Regions from separate parts of the Mus musculus genome. Here all the other regions are linked to region 1. The links are chromatin contacts, called in public promoter capture Hi-C maps. All regions are on one chromosome and are shown on one strand. The core of a region is the stretch at or near the end of the contact, and the rest is flanking DNA. Distances in the headings are between cores, read along the strand shown. Region 1 overlaps Ptk2 (PTK2 protein tyrosine kinase 2). Region 2 overlaps Dennd3 (DENN/MADD domain containing 3). Region 3 overlaps Dennd3 (DENN/MADD domain containing 3).

Region 1 (3,693 bases), core at 48-2,547:
TTTTAATGTTAAGCCAACTGTGGGGGTTGAATAAGACTGCACTTTCTACCCTCACCTCCCCATATATTCGAATGCTTGGTTTCCAATTGGTAGACAGTTGGGAAGGATTAGGAGATGTGGCCTTGTTGGAGTATGTGTGCCTTTGTTGCAGGAGTGCTTTGAGGTTTGAATAGTCCATGCCAGGCCCGATGTCTTTTTCTCTCTGCCTGCTGCCTGTGGATCAGGATGTAAAACTCTGAGTTGCTTTTCCAGCACCATGCCTGCCTGTGTGTCACCATGCTTTCTGCCATGATGATAATAGACTAACCCTCTGAAACTCTAAGCAAGCCTCTAATTTAGTGCTTTCTCTTTTAAGAGTCTTAATCATGGTGTCTTTTCAAAACAGTAGAACAGTGACTAAAGATAAAGTTGGTACCAGAAATAAGGTATTACTGTGACAGGCCTGATCATGTTGTCTGGAGGAATATGGAAGACTTGGGACTAAAAAGAGTATTGGGGCTTTGGACTAGAAAGGTGGTTAAACTAAACAGTACTTACTGGGCCATCCTAGTAGGAGCAGAGAAAACAGCGGTTCTGAGGGTGATATGGCCTGTAGGGGCTTACCTCAAGAAGTTTCAGAGGGGAAAAATATTAGCAAGTGGTTAATCACAAGAATGGCCTTGTGATATTTTGGTAAAGAATAACTGTTTTGGTCTGGTAAGATGACTCAGGGGTTAGGAGCACTGACTGCTCTTCTAAAGGTCCTGAGTTCATTTCCCAGTAACTACATGGTGGCTCTCAACCATCTGTAGTGAGATCTGATGCCCTCTTCTGGTGTGCCTGAAGACAGCTACAGTGTACTTACATATAATAATAAATAAATCTTTTAAAAAAAGAATAACTGTTTTCTGCGTTTGCTCAGAAACATCTGCTAGAAGCTAATTTGAAGAATTTTGGATTAATGGTGTTGATAGGAAAGCTTAAACAGGGAAGAAAAGCATCAACCACAGAAATTTGATGCAATCGTAATTGAAGGAGGGGCCCAGGTTCCAGCCCCAGCAAGCAGAAGAACTTGCCTGCTTTGGTCACATGAGTCTGGCTTTAGAATCAAGGATAAAGAAAAGGGTTATGGAACCTTCTCCACAGCTAAGGAAAGTCTCTGAGGCCAGGCAGGTCGTGTCAAGTGAGTCCTTGTATGGAGGCCAGGAGAGGCGATTGTGTGAAGCTGTAAAGGTGAAGCCTGGATTTTGTTGCTGTGCCCAAGCTGTTGGAAGTGCTAGAGCAGTAGGAGAGCTGCCAAGGAGAGCTGCTGACTGGGAATGGAAACAACCCAAGAGAGAGAACTGTGCTGCAGCCAGCAAAGCTGAAAGGACTGGATCTGAAGCGTTCTTTGATATTAGACATGGAGATGCAGTTTGGAGTTTGCCCTGCTGGGTTTTTGTCCAGTATTCCTTTACTATGCTCCTTTTTTCCCCTTTCCTCCCTTTTGAAATGTAATGTATATTCTGTCTCATTGCCTTTTGGAAGTATGTAATCTGCCTTTTGATTTTTGATTTTATAAAGAGTTCCAGTTAAGAGATTGCCTTGAGTCTTCTCAGAAGAGACTTTGGAGTTTTAAAGTGTTGAGACTGTGGTAGACTATGGGAACTTTTGAAGCTGAACTAAACACATTTTTTAACATGATACAGTATACAAAGCTACAAGCCTATGCAGACCAAGGAGTGGAATATGGTGGTTTGAATGAGGGCCCCCCTTATTTATTTGAATGCTTGGGAAGAATTATAAGATATGGTCTTTTTGGAGTAGGTGTGTTTTTCTCTGTCTGTTGCCTGTGAATCAGGATGTAAAGGTCTTTCTCTCGAACCATGCTTCCCTGTGTGCTGCTACGCTCCTCTTTATGATGATAGTGGACTAACTTTCTGAGACTATAAGTAGGCCCCCAATAAGAGTTGTCTTGGTCTCTTCACAGCAATAGAACAGTGACTAAGATCACTGACCTAACAGTGACCATGTATTCCTGATAATAAATTTGCTCTTAAACATTTTATACCATTGGTTTTTATTCTGTTGTGTTCAGTATATTTGTTATTTAGATTTTAGATTATTTGTGTCTGTTCATGAAGGATATCTGTTCATAACTTTTCCTTGTAATTGTTTTTTTCAGATTATCATTATCAAAGTATTGATGCTTCATAAAACAAGTGGGGAAATGTCTCTCAACTATGCCTTGATACCAAAATATTGGAGTTTTCCTAAGTACTGAATCCCTAGCAGCTAGTTTTCTGGCTTTCCTCATTGACTTGGCTTCTTATTAATTATAATTTTTTTTAAAAAGTACTTAATAAACTTTTGTGGTTTTCTCCCAACTAGACTGAAAACTCTTCTAGGGTAGGAAGTATATCTTGTTTTGCTCATTTTTGCTTTTAATTAATTATTTGGACTATGAGTAGATACATTTTCTTTGATAATGCAAGGCTCTGGTTACACTTCGTAGTACTACATGCACAAATGCAGCTCACTAACCCTCTGTGTATTGGTGCCTACTACAGTATAATAGTGGCTTAGTAAATATTCTTAGTAAATAATTACTGTGTGGAAGATGTGGCCCATTCCTTCACCTGTAAGAGAGAGGATGAATGCATCAGTGATATTGTTGGCCATGTCATAATACATTGCAGTTGAGCCTTTGCTGAGATGTAGGGAGTGGTAGTCCTTGATATGTGGTGTGGTCAGCAGGCCCAGGTGCAACAGGACATAGTGAGCAAAGAAAGTTTGTGACTGCTTGTGGTGAGACCAACCTGCACTGGATGTATAGGTCTTTATGGCCAAAAAGGCATCTTCTCTCAGATATCTTTCAGCTGGGAAGTAATAAATGCAGTGAGGAAGTTGTGACACAGCTCATCAGTATCAGGGTTACAGTTTACAAACTGGAGATTTCACATGGGCCACTGTGGGATCGTTTCCTGCATTCTTCTTCTTACAAGCTCCCTGTGATTCATGTGCTGTGGTTTGGACCTGCTTGCAGGAACAAGCATTTAGTATAGAGGATGAAAACAGATTTTGGAGCAACACTACTAGGCTTCTTCAGCTCTGTAACTTCACTGAGTGCTCCAGTGTCCTTACTTGTAATGATGTATTTATTATACATGAAATTGGTGTGTGAGTCACTTGAAGGAAATGTATTAACAGGGTGGTCGTGCCAGACACGGTGCTGATTTTGCAAAGCACAATGTGGGCATTATAGTTGAATCAATAGTCCTTGCCATTGTCCTGTGGGATCAGTGATGCCACAGTATCTTCATGCAGAGTGAGGTAAATGACTTGCCCAAAATATGAGTGGTGAGAACTTGGGAATTCTCTTGACTTAGTTGTATAGTGTTCTAACACCATTTTTATTCCTAACAGGATTTTCAAAGCAAAAGCAAAGTGCTGCAAGTTAGTGTTAAGATATTGAAATGGTAAGATAGTGATCCTTGGTTAGAAATCACCCATTTTTCTCCCTTATGAACCACTAGACAAATGAATTCAAACACCCAGATGCATAAGGTGTCTCTCTCCTGCATGGTTCTATAGGTAGTTCCTCCTAGGTTACTCAGCTTTTTTTTTTTTTTTCTTTCTTTTCCTTTTTTTTCAGCTTCCTCTTTCTTTGCCCTTAGTCCAGAATTTCTTCCTGTTCTAAAGCCTGGGTGTGGACTAATTTTTTGGTTGGTCTAC
Region 2 (3,810 bases), core at 110-2,609, 190 kb before region 1:
AGTGGGCAATGTCAAAGAGCTTCCCGGCAGCAAAGCACACACTCATCTGTCCTGAGCCCCTTGGATGGCGCACTGGCTGGTTTCTGAGTCCTGTGGCTATGGCCCCCACCCTCCCAGGTATCTCTTCACTTCTGGGACACACCATCCCTGGACTGACCCTGAGCCTTCAGCCAGAGCACATGGGCACCATCTCCCAGGAAGCCACCTTGGAAATAGCCATTTAAGTGTCCAGTGATAGGAGAGAGAGATATTGAAGACTGGGAGGGTGTTGGGCAGGGTCAGAGCAGACCCTGCTGCACTTGTCATGAGGAAAGGCTGGGAAATGAACTCAGTAGCCACTCCCAGATCTGTGATACCTGAAGATGCCAACGAGCAGCTGTAGAGTGATGTGCTGAATCTTGCAGTTGAGAGTCTGCTGCCAGGCTCGGCGGCGGGCTCGGCCCTCGTTCAAGTCTGTGCTGGCACTCAGGTGGGCAAGGTGCAAATCCGGGTGCAGCTGGAGACTCTGGACTCTGAGGAAAAGCAGGCTAAGCTGAGTACCTGGTGTGACGTGGGCAGAGACCAGGTAGACAGTTCAAGATGCTCTGATGCCCGTCATCAGTGAGGGAGGGCATTAAGGGCCCAGGGCTACAAAAGTTAATTCCCAATTCCAAATGTTACCACATGAAGGCCTCGCTTCAGACCCAATCAGGCCTCCTTCCAGGACACAAGACATTTCTGTGTCAGGGCTGCCAGGAGTTCCCATGGTTCCCGTGGTTCCCAACAGTGACCCATCAGCGACCCAGCAACATCCTTTGCCCAGGCAGGACCAGAAGCTACTCTGATCCTGAGTGCCACCATTCAGTGGTCTGGCATAGAGCGGCCATTGGCTCATCTGCAGGTCCTCAGGCACAGAGGAACTTACCCAAAGCCAAAGCCACCACACAGGCCTAGGCCCTGGCCTTCCTATCAGCATTCAAGCCCATGTTTTGAGAAAAGCTTGGTGATATAGGCTCAGTCCTCAGCATTTCAAGGACATGAAATCTGCCCAAGGGAGGCCCTGGGCATTAGCAAACAAGCCTGTCATTTAAAACAGGCGGGAGCAACACAAGTCTGGTCCACAAATGTTCTTTGTGCACCCACTGTGGGTCAGGCACAGACTGTGAGTATGGACCAGGCAGAGGCCCTACTGCATGGATCTTACGCCAGAATAGGGGGAAACAGAAAACAGAGAAGCCAGCCACAGAGCAGAACACGATCAAGGCCAGTGGAGACTCCCTATGGTGAGGCTATGATGGTGAAAAGGCAGACTATGGGAGGAGGGTGCTCCTGTGAGAGAGTCTGACCCTGCTCTGTAAGAGGCAAGGTACATGGCCCCTAGGGGTAAGGCAGAGGAGATGCTCTTGGGTGCCCACGGTGAGCTTGTAGGGCCTGGCATGATTCAAAACCACATGAACCATAAAGGAGCAGGTGCGGGTTGGTGTGGCTGCCCTGGGTAGGTGTCCCAGCCCTGCTGACCTGACCAGTGAGGCCTCACAGCTCCTTCCCCGTGTGACAGGGTTACGGCAACTGCACATAGCACCAAACTGACATTCGCCAGGCAGAGCACAGAGCAGGGGACAGGAGGGACAGAACACCAGGGACTCCCCTACATGAAACACAGCGGTGCTGCCTGCAGTGTGGTGGTCTTCTGTTTGGGCACAGTTTGGAGTAAGAAGCTGTTCCCTGTAGAACCTTGTCCTCCACACACACACAACACACACACACACACACACACACACACACACACACACACAGAGCCGGCACTACCAAAAAAGGGGCCCTTATTCCTGACCTACAGTGAAGAAAGCTTCTTATCAGAAGAAAAGGAAGAGCATTGTGGCCCAGGACCTCTAGGGGAATCTGGGAGAAAAAAACCCTACTGCCCTGTGTTCCTCCAGCCAAACATGTGTGTATATAGGTGTTGCTCTGTCTTCTAGGACAGTTAAGGAGCCCCCACAATGGCCTGGATCGGGCTTAGAAGTATATGGATCTGTCAGGTTTATAAAACAGTGTTCCTGGACTGAACCTCTGTGAGATGCTTCACCCACAGGCACATTGGGGGGGCGGGTGCTGCCAGCCACAGCAGGGACCCAACCCCACACCCCTGTACTTGGGTTCTGAAAAGCAAGCATGCCAACCATGCTAGGTTCTTCTGCCAAAGCAAACAGCACAGCCAGGTCAGCGTGGAATGACTCTGCCATGCTTATCAAGAGGAATATGTAAGAATCCACTCAGGAGCCTGACCCAACCCCCCAGGCCGCTGCAGGAAGATGGCTATAGCTGTAGCTCCCGCAGCCGTGAACTCCCCATGTTTTCCCTACCATCTCTTTGGTGTTTTGCCTGCATGCATGCCCGTGTGAGGGAGTCAGATCCCCTGACACAGTTACAGACAGCTGTGAGCTGCCATGTGGATGCTGGGGACTGGCCCTGAGTCCTCTGGAAGAGGAGAGAGCCAGTGCTCTTAACTGCTGGCCCATCTCTCCAGCCTGACTGCGGAGTCTTTCATGGGGCTTAGCATGTGCTGAGGCCCTGGGTTCTAACCCCACCACAGATCAAAGAACCCAGCTTTGAGAGCAGAGGTGTTTCAGGTGTGAAAGTCTGAATACCTGCATGTACCTAAACATATATGCATATAGTATATACACCTATGAATATGTATACACTCGTCATATACTATACATCTCAGTGCTGGACCCGAGCCTAAACACCGAGGTCATTTATATGAAGACATAGATGAAGGCACTTTACCACGGTTTTGGTTTTGGTTTGGTTTGGTTTTTTATTTTTCTAGGCAAAGAGTTTCTCTGTGTAGCCCTAGCTGTCCTAGAAATCACTCTGTAGACCAGGCTGGCCTTGAACTCAGAGATCCACTAACCTCTGCCTCCTGAGTGCTGGGGTTAAAGGTGTGTGCCCCCACCGCCTGGCTCATAAACCTGTGTTTTGAATGTGACCTGTCACATGAGATTGGATGAAACATTTTTTTCCTGGCCCAGAGTCAGCATTCAGAATGATACAGATGTTGAAGTATTTTAAAGCTTGGATTTTCAGACTAGAGATACTTTACCAACAATTAGCAGGCACCATCCAGGAAAGGGAATATCCACAGGGCCAGCATGAGAGCTTAGGAAAGCCCAGCACACATGCTCAAACACAATGCCCTGGCTTCCCAGCCCAGTGTTCCAGGACCCCCAACAGGAGGACCAAAGGGGACCAGAGAGCATATCTATACCTTAGCACTCAGAGGCAGAGATAGCAAGATTGGGAGTTTGAGGCCAGCCTTGACTACATAGTGAGACCCTGCCTAAAAAACATATAAGGGCTGGGCTGTAGCTCAGCAGGTGAGCATTTAAAATACACACACACACACACACACATACACACACACACACACACACACACACACACACACACACACATATCCTGGTGTGACCCCTAGAGCCAGGCCATGGTGGTTCATGCCTTTAATCCCAGCACTCAGAAGGCAGATACAGGTGGATCTCTGAGTTCAAGGCCAGCCTGGTCTATACAGAGAGATTCAGGACAGCTAGAACGACATAGTAAGACCTTGTCTTACAAAAGAAGGAGGAGGAGGGGGGAGGGGAGGGGGAGGAGGAGGAGGAGGAGGAGGGGGAGGAAAAGGAGGAGGAGGAGTATTATTCAGTACAATGCCCAAATCCTAACTACATAAAATATACATCCCAATGAGAAATTAGGGAAGTGGCAAACACAGACTTGGAACCCAGGCATGCTCAAACATACCATTTCACATTACCTCTGAATGAAGGTCTG
Region 3 (4,049 bases), core at 684-3,183, 210 kb before region 1:
CTCTGCGTACTTGTAAGCACCTTGCTCATCTAGACTTCAGTCCACTTGGGGCTGGTGTGGTGACTGAAGTGGGCAGGCTCCCGGCTTCCCATACAGAGATAGGCTAGCCCTCTGCCCTATGGTTACACAACCATTTGCCAACAGCATCCTCCTCAACCAAAGACAAGAGCAACACATAGCACCTGAAATGTCCCATACCATAGAGGGCAGGGGACGAGTGAGTATTCCGGTCTCCACCAAAGTCATTGCCCAGGTATAAGGTGCCCCACGGACAGGAGGGCAGAGTGGCCATAAGAGTTTTGCCCTTGTGGGTCAGGACCCTGTCCTATAGACAGAAAGCACCCTCGCTGTTTCTTTTTTTTTTTTTTTTTTAGAATTTAGACTGACCAATTCAGAGTCTGCCATTTATTTATTTATTTTTTTCGAGACAGGGTTTCTCTGTGTAGCCCTGGCTGTCCTGGAACTCACTTTGTAGACCAGGCTGGCCTCGAACTCAGAAATCCGCCTGCCTCTGCCTCCCAAGTGCTGGGATTAAAGGCGTTCGCCACCACGCCCGGCCCTCGCTGTTTCTAGAAGGGGGTTTCCCCTTGCCGCTGCCAGGCTGACCTCCAACCCAAGTCTAGACAGTTCATCCCAACCAAGATACCTGGAGTATACAGCAGGACTTCAATGGCTTGGGGAGCGGTCTCTCCGGCTGAAGGGTTAATCTTGTGTTTTAGGGTCTCCGAGGTTGTCTTTGGGACCGCCATGGGTGCTGAAACACAGGCACGAGAGTTGGGTTACCCGGTTCAAGGATAGAGGGACAGCAAGTAAAGCTTGCCTGTTAGTTTACTGTAAAATCGTACACGGCCTCAAGAGGGCGCTCTTGGAAAAACTGTTATGGAGAGTAGCATTGGAGGTGGCCCCTGGTGTGCACACCACAGGACGTGTGTGGAAATCAGAGAAGCACTAGTGGAAGTCAGTTCTCTCCTTCAGCCACGCGGATCTCAGAAACTGAGCTCAGGCCACCAGGCTTGGCAGCGAGTGCCTTTACCTAGTTAGCCAGCTTGCCAGCTTGAGGTCGCATTCATCTGTGAATGGACACTTAGTCTAGTTACATGACCAAGACACCACACTTGCACCTCTTTCTGCACAATCAAACACATTTCCAGACAGCGCTAAAACTGCCTTCCCTGGAGGTTTCTGAGACCACCTGCCAGATTGAATGGCCTTCCCACTAACCCTGAGGCACTTCCTCCTGTCCCCTGGATCCCCTGCACTGCAGTAGAGGCTATGCCTTAGGGACTCACTGGTGGCCTTTCACTTCTGATGTGATTGCTATTGTCCTCATTTTTCAAAAGAAACAACCAAGTCCTGTTCCTTGCTTGTAGAAGAACAGCAACCTGCCAGTCACTAGGCCTCCAGCATGGCTCCTGGGTTCCAACAATGCAGGAAGTGATGGCCGGACCCTCTGCCACTGCCTCTCCACCTGCTGCCTCAGGTGACTGACTCGGGTCCTTTCATTTGTATATTTATAGACCTGCCATCACAGGTGGACTCCATGTTTCCAAATTAAGCTTGGGATCTCATGTCGTGAGTCCTCACTTTGTTAAGCCATGCATTAGAAGGTATTTCTGGATTTGCTAAAACCAGGATCAGGAATTCGTCGTGCTGTGACCTGAGCTCGGATGGCTCCTCCTGCGTCCTGGGAACAAGGTGATGATGACAGATTGTGTGCTGGGTGTTACTATGGCAACTCTGTAAACTGTTTACAGAGGCCATGAACTGCTGTCACCGAGGAGGAGTACATTTAAAGTTGTATAAACAGCTGAAGTGTACTGTTTATTTGAGTTTACTCTCATCTGAGCACAGGAGCAGTTCTGTTGAGACCCAAAACTGTTAGAGCTCCCAGAGGGCTCAATGGGTCTCCAGGCAACCTGGGGACACCTGAGCCTCCTGGCTTCTGTCCCAGCTCAGGAACAGGTTCTATGACCAGAAAGCATCAGGGCCACACAGTCAGTGACACAGATTACAAAGGGAAAGGTGAAGCTAAGCCAAGGTGTCATTTTCTAATTCTTGGACAGCTGTTTGTAAAACCTGACTGCACACCCAAGACAGATGAAATGACACACACTTCACAGACATTCACAGCAGCCTTCCTTTGTTAGACAGAAGGCAGATCCAACTTAAGTGTCCACTACAGATGAAGGGTAGAGAGTATGTAATGCTGCCAAACAACACAGTACCGTAGCCACTAAAGAAATGAAGGACTGTCAACCCAGAGTTTGTCTTGCCTACAAGATGTGCAGGGATAAAGATGGAGCAGAGATCGAGGGAGCAGCCAAACAATGACTACCCCAACCTGAGACCCATCCCATGTGACCGAGTTAACCCCTGACACTATAATGATACTCTGCTCTGCTTGCAGACAGGAGCGTAGCCTAACTGTCTCCTGCGAGGCTTCATCCAACATCTGATGGGAACAGATGCAGAGACCCACACCAGAAATCAGGCAGAGCTTGGGGTGTCTTGTGGAAGAGTGGGGGATAGAAGTGAGCAAGCTGGAGGGGTCAAGGACACCACAAGAAGATCCAGAGTCAACTAACCAGCGACCATGGCAGCTCACAGAGCCTGAGCCACCAACCAGGGAGCACGCAGGAGCTGGACCTAGGCCCCCTACACATCTGTAGCAAAGGTGCAGCTTGATGTTCAGATGGTTGCCCTAACAAGTGGAATGGGGCTATCTCAGTCTCAGTTCCCTGCCACTGGATCCCCTTGCCCTACCTGGACTGCCTGGTTAGGCCTCAGTGGGAGAGGATGTGCCTAGACCTGCTGGGACTAGATGCCCCAGGGTGGGTGGTACCCAAGGGAGCGCTCCCCTTCCCTGCAGAGAAGGAGAGGGGACAACAGGGGAGGGATTTGTAAAGGTGGGACTGGGACAAGAGGAGGGAAGTAGGCTGTAATCAGGATATGAAGTGAATTACAAATAAAATAAAAACAAAGAAAGAAATGGGTTATATATATGCTTGCTTGCTGTATGAGTATGGGGACCCATGGTAAGCCAGGAGCCGGGTGGGGTGAGCCCCTGCAACTCCTGTTCCTATGGCTCGACAGAGGGCAGAGACAGCAGACTCCCTAGAAGCTTGTGGGCCAACTGGCCTGGTGTACACAGCAGTAAGTGACAAAAGTGACAGGGCCCCACCTGAAGCCAGGCGGAAGGTGAGGACCAACACCTGCATGAACACTCACCGTGGCACGCGTACATCCACTCACAAACAGCACACCTCACCATCAATACATTTTCCTTAAGGGAAAGGGCCAGCACAAGCCTCCTCACGGAGGCACTGAGGAAACACTGGGCTGAGTGAAAGGGTGGAGTCAGGAAGGCTCCTGGGTACGGGAGACACCCTGGACAGATGAGATCACGGTGATAGTGAACCAACAGGCCATCAGGGGCACAGAAGGAGGTGCTGAGCAGTGTGGGGGTTCCTCTTGCAGAGCGTGAGTGTGTCAGCCATCACAGGGATGGTGGCACTGCCCTTCAAGTACCCTAAACCTAGGAAGTCACAGCTTAAAGGGGTCCAGAACAAGAGTGATATCTCAGTATCAACAGGACCTGGATAGTGTGGCAGAGATCCCTACTTCACCAACCTGTGCTCCAAAATGAACTTCCTATTGTCGTTTAAGCTACACTTTCTTTGTGGCCTCCGTAGGTTTGCTATTTCTAGTATGCTGGTCTTAAAGCTGGAGGCTGCAGGAGGACATTTAAAATGGAAACAGTGGAAGCCGAGAAGGCTCAAGACATCTTGTTAGCACACTGATCCTAGACTTGAAACCCTGACCTCAGGATGGCTTCAGAATGTGAGAGCCAAAGAGAAACGAACAGAAAGGAGGCTGGAGATTTCTGTCCCAGGAGCCTAGCCTTTAAAGATAAAAAGATGCTGGGCTTAGCCACTGATAGCTGTAAAGCCAATACTTGGGAGGTGGAGGCGGAAGGATCAAGAATTTCAAGCCATCTTCAGCTACAGAGAGAGTTCAAGACCAGTTTGGGCTACCCAAGACTAAATCAA

What was found. Promoter capture Hi-C pulls out the DNA fragments that hold promoters and counts their contacts.
Region 2: a promoter capture Hi-C map of cranial neural crest shows a contact between it and region 1. A contact is called at or near these places in 8 of 39 promoter capture datasets (the 3T3-L1 cell line, 3T3-L1-derived adipocytes, the C10 cell line and 5 more), 2 of 484 Hi-C or Micro-C datasets (cerebral cortex and nephron progenitors), 2 of 130 datasets of targeted methods (embryonic basal ganglia and stem cell-derived neural progenitor cells) and 3 of 9 other capture datasets (adipose tissue, liver and pancreatic islet).
Region 3: a contact with region 1 is called in a promoter capture Hi-C map of cranial neural crest. A contact is called at or near these places in 5 of 39 promoter capture datasets (the C10 cell line, cranial neural crest, liver and 2 more), 1 of 484 Hi-C or Micro-C datasets (cerebral cortex), 1 of 130 datasets of targeted methods (embryonic basal ganglia) and 2 of 9 other capture datasets (adipose tissue and liver).

The regions. Positions count from the first base shown.
Region 1 is chr15:73,350,450-73,354,142 of GRCm38.p6, reverse strand. All of the region lies in intron 2 of Ptk2 (PTK2 protein tyrosine kinase 2), which reads left to right. Among named protein-coding and RNA genes, the nearest start is that of Gm41344, 41 kb to the right of the region's middle.
Region 2 is chr15:73,537,395-73,541,204 of GRCm38.p6, reverse strand. Dennd3 (DENN/MADD domain containing 3) reads right to left here. Exons shown (of 23, transcript NM_001081066.1): 8 at 3,794-3,810; 9 at 357-512. Among named protein-coding and RNA genes, the nearest start is that of Dennd3, 27 kb to the right of the region's middle.
Region 3 is chr15:73,559,030-73,563,078 of GRCm38.p6, reverse strand. Dennd3 (DENN/MADD domain containing 3) reads right to left here. Exons shown (of 23, transcript NM_001081066.1): 17 at 647-754. Among named protein-coding and RNA genes, the nearest start is that of Dennd3, 48 kb to the right of the region's middle.